2 separate regions of the Mus musculus genome follow, and region 1 is linked to region 2. A link is a contact called in public Hi-C data. All regions are on one chromosome and are shown on one strand. The core of a region is the stretch at or near the end of the contact, and the rest is flanking DNA. Distances in the headings are between cores, read along the strand shown.

Region 1 (3,055 bases), core at 540-3,039, 48 kb before region 2:
TCAAATAAATATAGGTTTCCAGTGTGCCAGAAAATATGCTAGAAAAAAAGGGAAAATAAAGAATACATACGCACACACACTCACACACACACGCACACACTCACTCTCTCACATGTGCACACACAACATACACACACACACACACACACACACACACACACACACACAGTGCAGGGTTTCCATGTGCTCATCGCAGGAATAAAAAGGTGGTGTGCTTCTTACACCACTCTAACCCTGCTGCCTTCACTGCTTCCCTCTCCAGGACCTGTAAGTTCTAAAAACAGCACTGCCTGTATCTTTATATCCCCAGTTCCTACTACAGTATCTGTGGTCTCCAGGATTTGCTGAATACATGGAGGAGAGAAAAGTAAGTACCCTGCAGAATGTGGAATCTTTTCCTATAACAACAGCTATTCACATCTTTTTACACTCTTCCCTCTTTGATGCAATGATGGAGTACTATATAAAGTGAGACGTTCAACCTGGCACATGCCTGAAACTGCCAGACTCAGGCCCAACTCAGTAATACTGTAAATTCAAGGTGATCTTGGGCTATACAACAAATTCATATCTAAAAACAAAATAAAGTGAAAATGTGCAATCCATGGGCATGTTTAAGAAGGCAGTCAAAAGGGTAACATATTCTTTAAAAATCACAAATGTCCTTGGACTTAATAGCACCATAATTTTTTCATCATAACCAGAGAATCAATAACAAGTAGATCCTTATAATGAACCAAGGACACAAGCGGATAAATGTATGGTTAAGGCACTTCACTAGAAGTTATACAAACACTAACTTTCCTACATCGCTGACACATTTCATAAACAGAGCTCTTGCAAGTGGGAGCTACTTTTCTCAATCTCAGTTCAGTGTCACTCGCCCTGCACTTCTTGCATGAGGTCAACTGTGGTCAGAAGGACCCTTAAGTGATCAACATGCCACATGCTGTAAGTACCTACTTGTAAACTCCACAGGTGCCAAATGGACATGAACATACAGAACTGATGGTGTTAGATAGATAGCTACTTTACAGTTGCTTTTAAAATCTATGAGTAAATAGGTTATACAAACTGAAGCAAACACGTTATCAAAGCACACTTTTTATAATCCTTAAAATTTAAGAAAATGTCTCCTGGCTGGCCTGGAACTTTCTATGTAAACCAGCCTAACCCCAAACGCACAAATTCACCTGCCTCTGCCTTCCAAGTGTTGAGATTAAAGGCATTCACTCTCATGCCCAACAAGCCCTACAAATTTCAGTGACTCATATAAAATGATTCTGATTTTTATAAATTACCAATTCCTACAATTCCTTTTTTAAAAAAAGAAGTACCCTTGTGAGACTGGCAAGATGGTTCACAGGGTTAAGATACTTGCTGTCTGCCCAGCCTGATGACTTGAGTTCTATCCCAGGAACCCACGTAAAAAAATCAACTTCTCCAGGTTGTCCCCTGACCTCCACACCTGCCCCCTGGCACACGGTCATGCCCCCTACCCACCCCTGTGACACACAAATAAATACAATTTAATTTTTCTGAAATAAAGTATACTTTATTTTAGTGACTATGTAACTATATGTATTTCCTAAAACTCATAAAACTCATAGCCATAAAAATGCCAATTTTATTAAAAGCGAATTATGCAACCACCCCCAAAAGAGGCAAAAATTCAGAAAAACCTGCAGCTCTTATGAAATACAAGTGCAAAGCAACAGCACCACACTTATGCGAGAGAGATGGCTCAGCAAGCAAAGGCAACGGCTGCCGCGCCTGATAATCCAAACCCAAGCCCTGGGCCTCACACTGTAAAACGAGAGAACCAACTCCCAAAAGCTATACTCTGAATGTCACACGTCATAGCACAACGCATGATCCCTGCACACACACACATAAATGTAAAAAATTTTCACAAATTGACTTTACTTATCACATCTATAATATTGTTGGATCATGCCACGACCATCATGTACCTGCTCTTAAATTTCTTTGTTATAAAATGAAGGAGAAAAGCCACTTTCCATTCTTGTGCCTGAAGGGGTCTTTGTGGACTGTGATAAGGGTATGCGTGGGTTTGGATGAGTGTGTGTGCACCCATGCGCAAATTCTCTTCCTATGATCTTTAAGATATTTCAAATGTATTATTGCTTTTATCTTTGCAGACTTTTTATTAGAAAAATATTCTAGGATGATATATTCTTAAAGTCTTACTGCTACCTTATCTTGAATCATCATTATCATTTCAGTTAGATATTTAGTCTTTCATTTGAATATCAAAATGAAAACAGTGCTATAAAACGTGAACATTTTCCTAACCCTTTCCATTTAAAATATTTCTCCTGCCCATTCTTTTTTTCTTTATTTATTATTATTTTGTTTTTTTCTCTGATATCCTTTATAGTATCATCTAAAACTATTCCAACACTATTAATTTTGTCTAGGTGTCTCCTAATGTTTTTTCAAATGTTATTTATTTTGCCATCTCTTCATATTCCTAGAAATAATACCACACATGCAAAAACAGTGAGCTTCAAACTTGTCACTAAGGCTTGTAAAATCAAAGTACTTGCTGTCTTCTTTCTCAATTTCTGTTCTTGCTGCAAGATCTCAACTTCTTTTTCTTCTCTTAAAAACAAGCAAAAATAATTTGGTTTCGTTTACAAGACTTTTCTCAACATCTTCAGTAGGTAAGTCAAAATTAGAAAGTAAAAGTAGGGTACAAAGAAAAAGAATCTGTCACCATTCAGTATATGTGAGAGCCAAGGGTAGATAGATTTCAAGGCCTCCAATTTAGAATCTAATTTATTTTTCTCAAGTGAATGTCTTCCTACTTACGATACTGTGTCTCACAAAGAAATGACTCCCACCACAGATAAAGAAATGAGAAAAAGTTTTACCATAACAAAATAAAATTACAAGTTCCCTTTTCCTAAATGTAGTTTCCTTTCATCTAATATTGATCAAATGATGGGCAGTCAGGCATGGGATGCGCATGGTGGGCTAAGCGAGAACAAGCATGAGTCTGAGGTCAGCCTGGGCTACAAAGCAGGTTCTA
Region 2 (2,853 bases), core at 118-2,617:
AATTCTGAACTTATCAAAAGTTTATCAAATACCATTTCTTGTTTTCTTGTTGAAAAGAAATCACACATTGGATATATACATTCAGAATACAAACATATACTGTGAAATGATTTATGACATAGTATCAGTCTAAAATAAACCACTGACCTCAAGTCAGAGGCCTGACTTTTTCAACCTCACTGATAAAGTCAGAGAGAAACATTACTTGAAATCTGTGTTATTTACTCAAGTCATGGGTATTTAAAGAGAACTGACAGACAGGTCCTAGGATACAATGGGAAACAAAATTCCCTGCTTTCATGAAGCTTACAATCTCTCTTCTATCCTCTCTCCTATAAAATGCTATTTTAAAGGAAATCTAAGTTCACACAAATTCAATACAATGGAAAGCGTTTCGAAAAGTTGATAACACATTATACTTTCATTTCCAATGTACTACTTTACCCCAAATACGACTGTTTATCTTAGTGACTATCTCCTCATTCGAACGTTGAAAACACTGCTGGAATTAACATTCATCCCATTAACTTGACTCTTTTTTTCTATCATAGCCACTTTCGCCAAAATAAAAACTTCAATACGAATGTGTGTGTGTGTGTGTGTGTGTGTGTGTCAAAAGATGTTTACTTTCTTTAAACTTCATGCCCATTAAGAATAATTCAAAGAATCCCACAGACTTTGCAAATGGCTTGGAGAACAACTCGGGTGACCCATCAACAACAGGTAAAGAAGGGCAGCTCAAGAGTGACAGTCACCTTAAACTTGAGAACCCAAGAGCAGAGAGGCTGCCCTATTCCCACGGAAACCTTGGGGGAGGCGAGGACCCAACCCGTGGCCACGCCCCCACCTCGATCCCCAGCCCCGGGCCTCCGCCACCTAAACCGCGGAGTCGGGGAACAAAGCGCCGCGGAGGGAGTGAGGTCAGGACTCTGTCCCTGCAGGGTGACCTTGGCCATGTGTCCTCAGTTTCCTCATCCAGAAAGTGAGGCCAAGCCTCCATGGCCGCTGCCGCCTCCACCCGGGCTGTAGACTCAGCACCCTCGACCCACGGCTACAGGGAAACTCCAGCCCTCCGCCTCCCCACGCGGATCCCCGCCGCCACCCACGCCGCCCCGTCGGCGCCCACACGGGCTACCTGCGATCTGGGAGACGAACGCTTCCGCCACCAGAGACATGTCGGCTGCGAGGTCCTGCGCGCGCGCCTGAGCTCCGCGGCGCTCGGCGCCCTCCCGCGCGACCTCGGCGGCCTTCCCCCGGCAGCTGACGAGCTTCGCTGGGCCAACGCTAAGACGAGCAGAGCTCACCTCGGCAGCGGTGGCTCGGCCCGCAAGGTTACCGCCAGGCCGACCAAGCACTTCCGGCGTCGCTGACAACGCGCGCCGGCACTTCCGGCTGCTCCGCCCCGCGCGCTCCGGACCTGCGAGAGCCCTAAGAGAGCAGGCTCTCTGGCTAGAGTCTTTTGGATTTGATTGCAACCTTTCAGCAGTTCAACAAGACAGAAACAGCTTCAAGAGGTTCAAGTGCCTGGTCTGGTTCTACTGGAGCCCAGAAACTCAGGAATTCTCTCAATTCCACTAACTGTAGGATTCGGGGTCCATAGACTGATATTAGTGTTGGTTATTTGTTCAAATGCGCTAGCCAGAAGGAGGCTTACACAGCTTGTGAGCTGAGACATAATTTAATCTTTCAACTCCAAGCACCCAAAATGAAGCTTGGAGAATAAAGCACTTCAATTACTTGTTTCTGAGTGTAGAAGGAACAAGAGTAAAAGGAAGGGCGCTAGATCCCTTGAATCTTTCCTCTTAGTCTAATCTTTTTTTTTTTTAACTATAGGTTACAATTGACCAAAAATCATAAATATTACAGAATTAGAAAATTAGAAGCATAAAGTTACACTTGATTTCAGAAATCATTTGGTGAGCCAAAGCCCCCTTTCGCTGATGAGAACATGGCTCGGAGAGGTGAGACGATGTTGTTGTGTGTGTGTGTCAGTGTATAGACCCAAGACAACTTTTGGTACTTAGTTCTCTCCAACCATGTGGGTTCCAGGGATCCAACTCAAGTCTTCAGGCTCGGTAGCATAGCCCATACACACACATGCATCAGCTTGTACAGTGGTCAGTGTCTCAGTACCTCTTCAGTTGCTCTCCATCCTCTATTTTGAGATAGGGTCTCTCACTGAGAATCTGGAGCACAAGGATTAGGCTGGCCAACAACACTCGGAACTTGGTCTGTCCCTGCCCACCTCCCACCCAACCCTAGAGTAAACTACTGTACCTGGCCTGCCTCTGCCTCCCGAGTGCTGGGATTAAAGGTGTGCACCACCACGCCTGGCGATTTTGTTTCTTGTCCACAGATCTCTGACCCTCCATTACAGTTTATTGTCTAAATTTCTGTTCATATACTTAAGTAGTATATTGCTTTCTTAGAGGTGCGGGACAGATTATCACACACTGGGTGTTTAAAACAACGGATGCATTTACTCTCTGGTTCTGGAAGCTAGAAGTCTGAGGTTAAAGTGTTGGCAAGACGATGCTTGCTCTCAAGGACATAGAAATAAATGTCCTTCCTCCATCTGCCCAGCTTCTAGGATTTCCAGGGTTCCTGGGCATTCCATGGCTTTAGACAAGTCATTTCCACCTTTGCTCCCACCATTAGGCAACATTCTCCCTTGCATCTGTTTGTCCAAACTTCTGTCTTCCACTGAAGGCACCAGCCAATGGATTAAGGCCTACTCATTTTTTTTATGACCTCTTCTTGGTTTTATCTGCAGAGCCAATTTGCAAATATGGTCACATCCATAAATACCAGAGGCTAGTATATAGAAGTCTTCTCAGAGGACATAAAATGGTA

Evidence for each region. A called contact is a pair of places that touch in the nucleus more often than the background predicts.
Region 1: a contact with region 2 is called in a Hi-C map of the G1E-ER4 cell line, with 2.3 times the contacts expected there. The contact joins the enhancer-like site here to the promoter of Mtx2 in region 2. A contact is called at or near these places in 5 of 39 promoter capture datasets (the 3T3-L1 cell line, 3T3-L1-derived adipocytes, the HPC-7 cell line and 2 more), 7 of 484 Hi-C or Micro-C datasets (the 3T3-L1 cell line, 3T3-L1-derived adipocytes, the G1E-ER4 cell line and 3 more), 6 of 115 datasets of contacts at active chromatin or transcription factors (the HPC-7 cell line, the SCID.adh cell line, bone marrow-derived macrophages and 1 more) and 1 of 9 other capture datasets (adipose tissue).

The regions. Positions count from the first base shown.
Region 1 is chr2:74,872,980-74,876,034 of GRCm38.p6, reverse strand. All of the region lies in intron 9 of Mtx2 (metaxin 2), which reads right to left. Among named protein-coding and RNA genes, the nearest start is that of Mtx2, 49 kb to the right of the region's middle. Within about 2 kb of position 1,789, at least 2 of the 459 cell types and tissues checked have an H3K27ac peak or open chromatin away from gene starts, as enhancers often do. A contact at or near this core is called in the G1E-ER4 cell line, where this site is marked.
Region 2 is chr2:74,824,326-74,827,178 of GRCm38.p6, reverse strand. It overlaps Mtx2 (metaxin 2), which reads right to left and starts at 1,367. Exons shown (of 10, transcript NM_016804.4): 1 at 1,136-1,367. The coding sequence starts at 1,175.